Linked DNA regions of Sus scrofa: region 1 is linked to region 2. The links are chromatin contacts, called in public Hi-C maps. All regions are on one chromosome and are shown on one strand. Each heading gives the region's core, a stretch centred on a gene start, on an enhancer-like site or on the middle of the called end of the contact. The rest is flanking DNA. Distances are from core to core; before and after follow the strand shown. Region 1 has its middle 12 kb from the start of MYCL. Region 2 overlaps BMP8B (bone morphogenetic protein 8B).

Region 1 (5,621 bases), core at 1,168-3,667, 140 kb after region 2:
CTCTTCGGCTGTTATGAATAATGTTGCTATCAACATTCATGTTCACGTTTTTGTTTGACTATATATCTTTGATTCTCTTGGATGCGTACCTGGTCGTAGAATTGCTGTCTCAGGTGGCAACTCTATGTTTAACTTTTCGAGGAACTACCAAACTCTTTCCCACAGTGGCTGTACTGTTTTACATAAGCAGTAATGTGTAAGCCCTGATTTTTCAACGTCCTGGCCAACACTGTTGCTTTTGGTTATTAGTATCATGGTTATTGCCCTCGTAGCAGGTGTAAACTAGTATCTCTCTGAGATTTTTTTTTTTTTTTTTTTGTCTTTTGAGGGCTGTAGCTGCGGCATATGGAGGTTCCCAGGCCAGGGGTCTAATCAGAGCTGTAGCTGCTGGCCTACACCACAGCCACAGCAATGCCAGATCTGAGCCACGTCTGCAACCTACACCACAGCTCACGGCAATGCCGGATCCTTAACCCCCTGGGCAGGGCCAGGGATTGAACCTTCGTCCTCGTGGATGCTAATCAGATTCATTAACTGCTGAGACACGATGGGAACTCCCAAATCATGTAGATTTATCCCTATGTTTTCTTCCAAGAGGTTTTGAGTTTTACCTTTTACATTTAGGTTTTTGATCCATTTGAATTAAATTTTGTGCATGGTACAAGGTATCGGTTCAATGTCTCCAATTTCTTTCTTTTTTTCTTTTTTGTGCAACCATTACCACTATTTCCAGAACATTTTCATCACCCCCAAAAGAAAAGCCACACCCATTAAATAGTCATTCCCTTCCCCTGTGAGTTTATACTATTTTTCTTAATCCATTTACTGTCACTTTAGTGGAATTCCAGGAATCAGTGGAGATAAACACATGTGATCAGTCCTTATGTTTAGCCAGAAATCTGTTCTTCCTTTCAAATCGCAACAATTCTCACTTTCATTAGGCAGATTCCTGAGCCAGGTGGTCTGAGAGGGCTTTCTGGAGGAGGGACATTTGATCTGAGCCTTAAAGATGTTTAGGATTCCAGTGGAAGTTAAGGGGGTGAAGGTGGGAGAAGATGAGAAGGGAGACTTAAGGAAGAGAAAGGGGGAAGGCGGGGAGAGGAAGAACTCTGGCGTCAACACCAGAAAATGTAATCAGATTAAATTCTGGTTTCGTATCCCAAGTCTGTGGCTCTGCTTGAGTTTCACTGAAAATCAGTCCTTTCCTTAGAACCCTAAGAAATGTGGCCTTGCCTTGAGTGCAATGAGAAATGAGTTCTGGAGAACTTGCTCTCACTCTGCAGCCAGCCTGGGGAAGGATCCAGGTCTAGAGAGACAGGGACAGCTTTCTAGAACAAAGGCAAAAAGGCTAAATATAAAATGTCTTTTTTTTTTTTTTTTTTTTTTTTGCTTTTGAGGGCCCGCAGTCATGGCATATAGTTTCCAGACTAGGGGTCACATTGGACCTACAGTTCCTGGCCTACACCACAGCTCACGGCCACGCTGGATCCATAACCCACTGAGAAAGGCCAGGGATCGAACCCCCAACCTCATGGTTCCTAGTCAGATTCATTTCCGCTGCACCACAACAGGAACTCCCTAAATATAAAATTTCTGTTTGTAAGCAGTATCACACTTGTACTGCCTCTCTGTTTTTTTTCCATCGAGAAAGTGGTTATCCTTATCTAGTAGCAGTATTGGAGAATTAAATAAGATACTGTTTGCAAAGGGCGGGAAGAGAATTTTAAAACCATCAGTTTTCTTTTCTTTCTTTCTTTGGAGATTCAAGGGAAACAGTACATGTTGGGTCTCAATCAAGGCCTTGCATATCTGGTTAAGAAGCTTGTCCTGAAGCTGAAAGCAGCAGAGAATTATCGGAGGTTTGGGAGTGGAGGAGTGACACAGATCTATCCGTGCTTTGGAAAGTTCTCTTCTGGAAGAGCAAAGTCCAAGCATAATGCAAGTGGGGAAGTCCTGAGCCCCAGCTTTGCCTCTAACTGATTCCGTTTTCTCATATGTGCCCAACGCAGATGACCGGTCCTCACCAATGTTTCACCACTAGTGGGCTGTGAGTTATGTGACAGCTTCATCCCTAACACAAATGGGATCTCACCAGTTTGCCTTTTTTACAGATAGACCTGCGGGGAGTGGGGGGAGGTGACGTCACCAGCCTGAGCTGTTACTTGGGGCATGAGATGGGATTTTCGAGAAGCTCTGGAAAGGCGGATAATGGCTAAAACCCAGTGGCCTTCCAGGCACCGCCCCTCAGAGATGTGGAATACCAGGCACCTCGTGCGTAAGGGCAATTGTGAAACCCTGTGCGTTCCCCTTGAGAAAATTTTTCCATGAGGGATGACAAAACCTCACCCACACCCTGCACTGGGTTCTGAGCTCTAGGCGGAGCCAGAGAATCACCTGGAATGACTCTTCTGTCCACTAGAGGGAAACCCAGGCTAGAGAGATGTTAAGTCCTGAGCGGAGAAGTCCCGAGGTTGGAAAAAGCGGATGGAGCTGCCAGGACCAGGGCCTGAGGGACCTAGGTGCCGTGCTGTGCTGGAATTGATTGTACCAGCTGGTGGTTGCATTTTCTGGAAATGTGAGAGCTGGTTGTTACACGTGGTCATTGAAAACTGTTATATAAGTTTATGTTTAAATAAATATTAAAAACAAAGATAGGAGTTCCCTTGTGGCTCTGCAGGTTGAAAACCCAAAATAGTATCCACAAGAATGCAGGTTCGATCCCTGACCTTGTTCAGTGGGTTAAGGATCGGCATTGCCACAAGCTGCTGGATATGTTGCAGACGAGGCTCAGATCCAATGTGGCTGTGGCTGTGGCATAGGCCTCAGTTGCTGCTCCAAATTGACCCCTAGCCTGGGAACTTCCTTCTGACATAGGTGCAGCCATTAAAAAAAGAGAGAGAGAGAACAAGAAAGATAGAAGAGACTCCAGACTTATAATTCCCCATTTATTTTACTATATTTTACTGTTATCTATTGTGTTTGTTATGGTGGAAGTACTACAGAGTGGTGAGCTATGGTTCATCCAACGTTGATAGCTTGACATTGGCCATGGTGGAGTATTAACTCGTGGAAGCCTGCAAATGCTACAAATCAGAATGTTCCCAAATCCCATCCAGTTGTTAAATATTAACCAGGACATCACTGCCTATGCCTTCCCCACATTAAATCTTGTGCGGAGTTCCCGTTGTGGCTCAGTGGTTAATGAATCCGACTAGGAACCATGAGGTTGCGGGTTCGATCCCTGGCCTTGCTCAGGGCTTAAGGATCTGGCGTTGCCTTGAGCTGTGGTGTAGGTTGCAGATGTGGCTCAGATCTGGCATTGCTATGGCTCTGGCCTAGGCCGGCAGCTACAGCTCAGATTGGTCCCCTAGCCTGAGAACCTCCAAATGCTATGGGCGCAGCCCCCAAAAAAAGACCAAAAAAAAAAAAAAAAAATCTTGCAGAGAGAAGATGGGCTTTTACAGAGGTCTTGTCAAACACTCAGAGATGTCCCCAGCGATGGAGGACCCAATTTCGGCAGACAGAAGCTGTAGCGGGGTTCAGTGACAGGGCAGTGGGTGGAGCATTGTCATGTTGTTGCAGGAGCTCAGCCTAAAGGTCCTCTCTCAGTCTCAGGCTTTGTGCAATGTACTCCTTTCACCTGAAGTCTCTTTGCGCTTAGGAGCTCAGGCATGCCTTTCTGCAAGTTCTGAGGTCATCCAGCACTAGAAAGTTTTGCCCCATCAGAAGGGGGACTCAGAGTTCCTGCTGTGGCACAACGGGATCGGTGGCATCTCTGCAGCGCCAGGTCAAAGCTTCAATCCCCGGCCAGCACAGTGGATTCCACTTTGCCATAGCTGTGGTGTAGGTCACAACTGCAACTCGGATCTGATCCCTGGTGGAGGAACTGCCCTAGTGGGACGACCAAAAAAAAGGAGGAGGAGGAGGAGGGGAGAAGGCAGGGGAGGGGGGAGGAGGAGGAGAAGAAGAAGGAGGGGGGAGGAGGAGAAGAGGAAGAAAAAGAAGAGGAGGAGGAAGAAGAAGAGGTGCTTTCTGAGGCCAGGGAAGAAACCCCTGGGTCTGTCTTCGAGGCCTGGCTCAAGTCCCTGGGCCATAATGTTGGAGCCGCTACGCGGAACACTGTGCAGGAGCGAGCAAGACACTGGCGTCAGACAGCTCTGAGCTCCTCCGCCCCCTCACTGCATGCTCTGAGAAAGGCACTTAACTGATCTGGGCTTCAGTCTCCGCACTTGTCAGATAGGGATAGAAGAGTCATCACGCATGGCCCTTGCAAAGATTAAACCAGGTTTATCTGTAGAGCCCTCAGCTGGACCTTCCATCACGGAGAAGGTGTTCCCTGATGCAGAAGCTATTATAATTCTATTTGTGGAGGGGTGGGGTGGTAGGTGCTGGATCACCTTGACTCTGTGTGTCAAGGAACGGGCGTGGGATAGGAAGGACCAGGATGCAACAAATCCCTGATGGCACGGATTTGTCCCAAGCACACAGCCAGGAAGTGGACTGGAAAGCAGCCCTCCGCCCAAATGCTGAGGGCCGTCCCCCTCCCCGACTCCAGGGCTGGGATTTCAGGCCGGAGGGGGGGCAGCCGGATGTCGCAGGCCTCGGGGGTGTGCGCAGGAAGCAGTGGCCGGGGCTGTCCGGGAGCCTCAAAGTGGCGGAAGGGAGGGAGCAGCCGGCACCTGCATTGTGCAAGCCCGCTCCCTGCTGAGTCGCCGCGGACCCCTTGGCGCGCGTTCTTGGCGTTCGCTGCTGGGGCGGGGCCCGCGTCATTTCAGGCAGGTAGTAACTGGGCTGAGAAGCCTAGATCTGTCTTTTCATTCCTCTGTTCACGCACTCGCTCATTCATGCAGGCATCAGTTATTGAACTGTTGGGCAGGAGGACCTGGTTCAGGATCCCAAGGACCTTCACAGGTCCTGGCTTTGTGGGCAGATGACTGCATAAGAACCCTGGCTCCTCCACTCACTAGCTGTGTTAACTTAGGAAAATGACTTAACCGCTCTGGACCTCCAGCGGGGGAAGGTGGGGGACATGTTGACTTAAGTGAGTGGAGGTAGCCCATTGGATTAAATTAATTCCAAGTGACGCACTTAGAATCATGTCTGCAATCAGTCAGCATTTAAGTGTAGGGTTTTTGTTGTTTTTTTAAACAAAATCCTTTTTATTATTGCAAAAGACCATTTCAAGAGCCATGTGGAGGGTGCACTACAGGGGGCCCTAAGCAGCATACTGAAGGCATGAACAGTGGTTTTTAAAGACTTTAAGAACTGATTGTCAACATTTCAAAATTGTGACACTTCATCTAAAACTCAGATTTGGGCTTCTTTTTAAAAGATTGATGGTCTGGGAAGCTTGTGTTTCATAAGCTGCTGTTGAGTATTATGCTAGAGGCAGTCTCTTTATTTATAGCATATTTTCATACTTCTTTTGCAAAATGGTGTTAATTGTTGTACCAGAAAAAAACAAAACAAAAACCTCTTGGGCAATTCCCCTGTTGCAAGGGTCTGCCAGGCAAATTTATTTTGAAAGGCAGATATTATATATTATATTTAAATTGTGGTTATTGATTGCCCTGGTTTTTAAATGTTGCCTTCTGGGACATCTAAAAAAAAAAAAAAAGCTT
Region 2 (5,974 bases), core at 1,701-4,200:
CAGTTTGGGCAGCTGGACTCTGTCTGCTCTAGCAGGTAAATTACAGGCTTAGCAAGTCAGAAATCAAATAAATACTCCAGCTGCTGGCGGCTGCTCCAAGGAGAACAGTGGTTTCCGAGAACTTCCCCACCCAGCTCAGCCTAATTGCCACCTGTCACTCCCCTGGGACAGGGGACTCTTCTTTGGCTCACAGGCCCCAAGAAATAAGAGCAGGGCTCCTGGGCACATAGGGTGATGTGACTTGGGTGACCAGCCTGTTTTTGACAACTTCCGGACATGGGCAGGTGCTGACAAGCCCTGCCTTTGCCCCACACCTGACCCCAGGCCACCCAGTGTCCCAGATGCGTTGCTCTAGGCACAGTGGATGGCTCCTTAGCAGGAGATGGCAGACAGTTTTCACATCACATGCCAACTCTCATCTGTTGCGGTGCCAGCTAGAGTTCTGTGCTCATCATTTTGAAATTCCAGCTGTGAAAGAAAAGATTGAGGTTGATTACTGACTGTTGTGCACAAGGTAAAGGAGGTTGTATCATCTGTGCTGGGCGCTGCCATCCTGGGCCACGTGATGTATCCACCATACTTGATTCAGTGAAAAGATAACTTTTCTGCAGAGCTGAGCTCCTGATGGTTCAACATGGTGACAGACAGATGGGGGTCAATGAAGCCCCCAAGATTTTTTGTTCCCCCAAAGTCTCTTCCTGAGACAGCAGAAGCAGATCAAGGCAGGAAGAGAGGGAAGATAAATGCCATTGGCCTTGGCCCTAAATCATGTTCATTCAGCTCTTTCTGGATGGAGGTGACCCACATGTGTCCTTGTGGCCAGCGATTTGGTAATTCAGAGCCCCAAATATAGAACACTGAGGGCAATGCCACACTGGGCAACGAAAGTGCCCAGAAGCGCCCAGTACCTGGGAAGGGCAGGGAACTGGAAATGGGCCAGGACCCGTCTACGCATCCCCAAACCCCATCATGAATGGTGAAGGGCCTGAGGGAGCCATCCAGGGTTCCAGAGGCCTTTGAGTTCATCGCACGCCCGGCCGTAGCTGGGCCAGCAGTGGACAAGGGCAGATCCTCAGACAGGACGCTGGGCCAGCAGTGGACAAGGGCAGATCCTCAGACAGGACGCTGCCAACCTCGAAGGACAATCAGCACGTGCCTCTGGGAAGGGGGCTGGGGTAGACCCCTGCTTGATGACTCAGACCACCAGGACTGGAGGCCAGAGTTCCATCACGACCTCAGGCAGGGAGGGGGCAGAGGGGCCTGGAGAGAACCGGCCCTGACAGGATATGGGCTGCCTGCCCGAGCTGTGACGGTGTTGGGGGGTCCCAGCCTGTGGAGGGCTGTCCGGGTGGGGGCCAGCGCCAAGGCCCGGCATGGCCTCAGTGGCAGCCACAGGCCCGGACCACCATGTTGCGGTGCTTGCGCAGGATGACGTTGTTGCTGCTGTCGTAGTAGAGCACGGAGGTGGCGCTCAGCTTGGTGGGCGCGCAGCATGCCTTGGGGACCGCATCTGGCTTCATCAGGTGCACCTGGCGGGGGAGAGGGTGGCAGGCCGAGGTGTGAGACTTGTGGGCTCCTCCTGGGAACCCCCCCAGTTCCAGCCCCCAAGTTCCTGCCACTTGGGCTCCAACTGCTCAAGCTGCCTCGGCTCTATCTGCACCTGCGGCTGGGCAGGTGCAGGCTTGGGCTCTGCCCCCGCCCTGCCCTCCTTGACCCGTGCCCTGCCCGCTGCCCTCAGGCCCAGCCTGGGCACCTGCCATACCCCCTCCCCTCAGACAGGACAACTCAGATCCTGCTTGTCCCCAGCATGTGTGCCGGCGCTTCTGCCTGGCGCCCTGCAGCACTGCTCCCTGGGTCTCTGCTGCTCCCCTCTCTTCCCTGCATTTCTGTAATGTCCCTGATGTGTCTTGTCCACATCAGCTATTTCTGGTCCATCTGCCCCTCCAGACTGAGAGCCGTGAATGTCCAAGCAACACCAGCTGACACCCAGACTTCCAGGCTCACCCTCGGGGTGTTGGACACTATTGTTTCTCAACACAGCTTCACCCTTATAACAACGAGGCAGGGACTGTTCTGGGCAGAGGACCACTGAGGGCACAGGAGCCACGTCACACGCACAGTCGCATGGCTGACACCCAAGCTCGACTGGGACCCGGTGCAGGGATCCTGCTACCCTCCTCCAAAGGGCTCTGCCCCAAACCCAGCCCAACTGAGTCAGCTATCGCAGCCTCCACAAAAATATTGACACAACCTCTAACTAGAGTGTCCAGATCAATGTTCTGAGCCTGAGAAAACATGTGAAACACTAAGCAATAAGCAGCAGCAACAGTGTTCCTATTAGAAAGGACTTTTCAGGGTTTGAAGTTACCCCAGACACTGGGGCATCAAAACCTCTACAATGTGGAGTTCCCGTCGTGGCACAGTGGAAATGAATCTGACTAGGAGCCATGAGGTTACGGGTTCGATCCCTGGCCTTGCTCAGTGGGTTAAGGTTCTGGCGTTGCCATGAGCTGTAGTGCAGTTTACAGACACAGCTTGGATCTGGTGTTGATGTGGCTCTGGCGTAGGCCAGCAGCTATAGCTCCAATTAGACCCCTAGCCTGGGAAGCTCCATATTGCCGCAGGAGCAGCCCTAAAAGGACAAAAAAGACAAAAAAAAAAAAAATCTCTGCAATGTGTAGGAGCACAAAGAGCTGAGAGCGACCCAGGAGAAAGGGCCAGTGGCAGAGGAGCAGGAGGGGAAGCCAAAGCCAGGAGGGCACAGGGCACCCAGCGACTCCTGCACAGGAAGAGGGGGAGAAGGCACACACACTCACTTACCCCACCCCTGAGGGTTTGTGTCACATGCAGGAGGCTGAACAAACCAGTGAACAAGGGCACATGTGTGTTCTGGGTGCAGAGATAGCTGTGAGGATGCCCGTCTGTTATGAACATGCTGTGCCCTTGATCACCAGCAGGGGGCCCCTTTGAGTCTCCTACCTGAGCGTCCCCACGGGCCCATGGAGTGCACACGCATATGTGTGTGCACACCAAGCAGCCAGGGTCTGGTGCCCGAAAGTTCAGATGCCCCAGGGGCTCTGCATAGAGTGGCCACAGGGGACCTGATTCCCTCCGGATGAGGGAGTTCACTGCGCTGCGTGCATGATGGTTTCCACATAGGGAAAGTCCCTGACATGAGCAGTGCTGCCGTCACCTCCTGGCTGCGGGCGCCCCTCTCCCCTGTATCCAGGCAGGAGGAACGCGGTACTGACCAGGGACTGCAGGATGGCGTGGTTGGTGGCGTTCATGCAGGAGTCCAGCGGGAAGGAGCACTCCCCTTCACAGTAATAGGCTGAGTAGCCTTGGGGGGCGATGACCCAGTCCTGGGGTAAAGAGAGAAGGTGAGGCTCATCCATGTTCCCCTCCCAAGCCCTGGGTCCAGCACCTGCTACAGCACCACTCAGGGCTGCCCCTCACCCTCCCTCAGCCTCAGGACCCCTCCCAGGGCAGTGTCCCCCTGAAGACTCTCAGCAGATGGGGGCTGGGCCCGAGCTCTGCCCCCGTCATGTTCCATCAGCGCCCAGCTTCCTCCCCAGCCGGCCTCCAGTCACAGCAAAGGCCAGAGATACCATCCACCCTGGCTTCAGATTTCCTGCTGCAGATCTGACATTTTATGGCTGAGGAGTCAGACTCTCTCCCTTTTGCCTGGTTTTTATAGAAAAGCACTTTTCACTGTAAAAGCAGCATAGTCTCCCTTTAGTCAATTTGCTGAACACAGAAGAAAATCAAACTCCCCCATAACTGGGCCTCCCCTTGGACAGACACTTGCCGGGGGGGAAGGAGAGGGAACGTTACCAGCCAGCCCAGGTCCTGGAAGCTGACGTAGAGCTCGTGCCGACGGCACACCTGTCGGCCGTGGGAGCCGTGGACGTCATCTGTGGGGGCAGACGAGGCAAGGTCATTGCTGGGGCTCCTTCTCTGTGCAGCTAGAGTTCCTGCTCTAAAGGGCATACTTGCTGAATAAATGAGAGGAGAAACTAACACATGGGGTCGCATAAAGCCCATCTCTGCAACTGCTGGTGACACGACACCTCAAGAACCTTCCATGGCTCCAGATAGCTCCCCACGGATACAGAGTCGCCCCACACTCAGCTCAGCCTCCCCTGACTCTCACCCTGTGGGCCTCCTGGGGGTCCAATAAATGGCCCAGGGACCCTCAGCCACCAGGGCTGGACCTCCTTTCCTCCAGAGACACCCCTGACCTCGTCCACCTCTCCTGCCTGTTCGTCCCGCAGGGCAAGGGCTCCCATTGAGGCCCAGAAAGGCCGACTCCCCGTGAGGGAAAGGAGGGCTCCTGGCGGGTTAGGCCCATCCTGGTCCCTAGGGGCTGGGTGGTGGGGACACCATCACATAAACACCGCATCCTGCAGGGCGCCTAGGACAGCACCGAGGGCCACCAGGGGCAGCTGACGCTGATGGAGCCCTGGGGGTGGGGGGTGCCTGGTGGGCCTGGGAAGCCAGAGAAGGGACCTCGGGGCAGCAGGGACTCAAGGGCAGATGCTCAGAGTCCTGAGGGGGACAGTGACTGGCCCCGAGGTGCAGGGGCAAAGGGTGTCGGGAAAGGTGGCCAGGTGACCGTTGGCTTGACCCCCCGACCCCCACCCCGAGCCAGGAGGGTGCCAGTCCCCCCAACCCCGGGCCCCGGGCTCACCGAAGATCCCAGGCAGTTTGTTCGGGGGCGGCAGCTCGTTGCTTCTCTTCGGCGGCCTCCTCCTCAGGGGCCTCACCGCCCGAGGGGCACGGACAGGGCCGGGCTCGCCCTGAAAAAGGTGACCACGAAAGGCTGTTTGGAGCGCGGGGCCTGTCGCCCCAGCAGACCGGCCAGGCCAGGATCCACGCTGCGCCCTGAGACAGAGAGAGCAGAGAGGGTGGTCACTTGCGGGCAGGGACCTGCACGGGACACAGCGGGGACCCCCCTGTGGGCTGGCCGGGGGCAGGGAGGCTGAGGCTTCAGGGGACCCACTGTGCCTCAGTTTCCTCCTCTGAAGCCCCGAGTCCCACGTCCAGCCCCAGCTCCCAGCGGGTCTGCAGGGGACAGGGGAGGGGCCTCTCGAGCCCAGGACTGGGGGTTAATGATGGTCCTGGGCACTGCCAGTTGTGACAGTGCTTTGCAGCTTCCGGCCAGGTCACGTGGTGATCTCAGCCAGTCTTCATAGTGATGCCGGAGCCCACCCTTCACTGAGAAATGTCAGGGCCCCTCAGTGACGGCCCAGAGCCTCGCTGCCAGGGACCCTCGGCACCAGGTCCCACGTCTCAGGGCTCCGAGGCCCAAGTTCCACCTTCCACCCCACACCTTCTGGGGAGCAGGGTGGGATTTACAACCCCCAGCCACCGGGGCACTGCCAGGGCTTCATGCTTGCTCTGCTCAGCACCACCCGAGAGCAGGCCACTCACTGTCCCCTGATGCCCCCAAAGAGACTCCAGGCTCAGCGGGCAGAGACATTGGCCCCAAGTCCCTAACCTGGATTCAACCACCGAGGTCTAATTCTGGAGTCCAAGTTCTTATCCATTTAAGTTCTTAACCACTGGGTTTGTGGTATAAAAGGGAAGAGAGAGAAAAGACTGTGGGCAGGGACATAACTGGGGCCTCAGCCGAGGAACAGTGATGCTTGTAAAAGTAGAATTTTATCCACAGCCACTTAAAGACTGAGGACGCAGGAAAAACACACTGATTATCCCTGGAAAAGTCCACACCATCAATGAAACTATCTTTGTTTCTCTTTGTATTTCTAACAACCTCTTGTTTTTTTCATTGTCAAAGCAGTATAACAACTCTAAAGAAACCTAGAAAAAAATCACCCATAAACTCCCTCCCCACTCCACTTCATTTCCATTTTCTTGCATTTTTTCATATGCTAATATAAGTTGTGAGCATAACAAAGAAGTTTTATCTTTTCTCAATTTTTTCACACAAACACTTTCTCAGTTGTTAAAG

What was found. Hi-C and Micro-C count contacts between places; a contact is called where the count stands out from the background.
Region 1: a Hi-C map of liver shows a contact between it and region 2, with 2.0 times the contacts expected there. The contact joins two enhancer-like sites. A contact is called at or near these places in 1 of 5 promoter capture datasets (liver) and 3 of 47 Hi-C or Micro-C datasets (embryonic fibroblasts and liver).

What each region holds. Positions count from the first base shown.
Region 1 is chr6:95,711,679-95,717,299 of Sscrofa11.1, forward strand. No RefSeq gene overlaps it. Among named protein-coding and RNA genes, the nearest start is that of MYCL, 12 kb to the left of the region's middle. Within about 2 kb of position 2,418, at least 9 of the 83 cell types and tissues checked have an H3K27ac peak or open chromatin away from gene starts, as enhancers often do. A contact at or near this core is called in liver, where this site is marked.
Region 2 is chr6:95,568,756-95,574,729 of Sscrofa11.1, forward strand. It overlaps BMP8B (bone morphogenetic protein 8B), which reads right to left. Exons shown (of 8, transcript XM_003356326.5): 4 at 4,792-4,884; 5 at 4,691-4,789; 6 at 3,835-3,914; 7 at 3,252-3,362; 8 at 1-1,529. The coding sequence ends at 1,380. Among named protein-coding and RNA genes, the nearest start is that of PPIE, 23 kb to the left of the region's middle. Within about 2 kb of position 2,951, at least 4 of the 83 cell types and tissues checked have an H3K27ac peak or open chromatin away from gene starts, as enhancers often do. A contact at or near this core is called in liver, where this site is marked.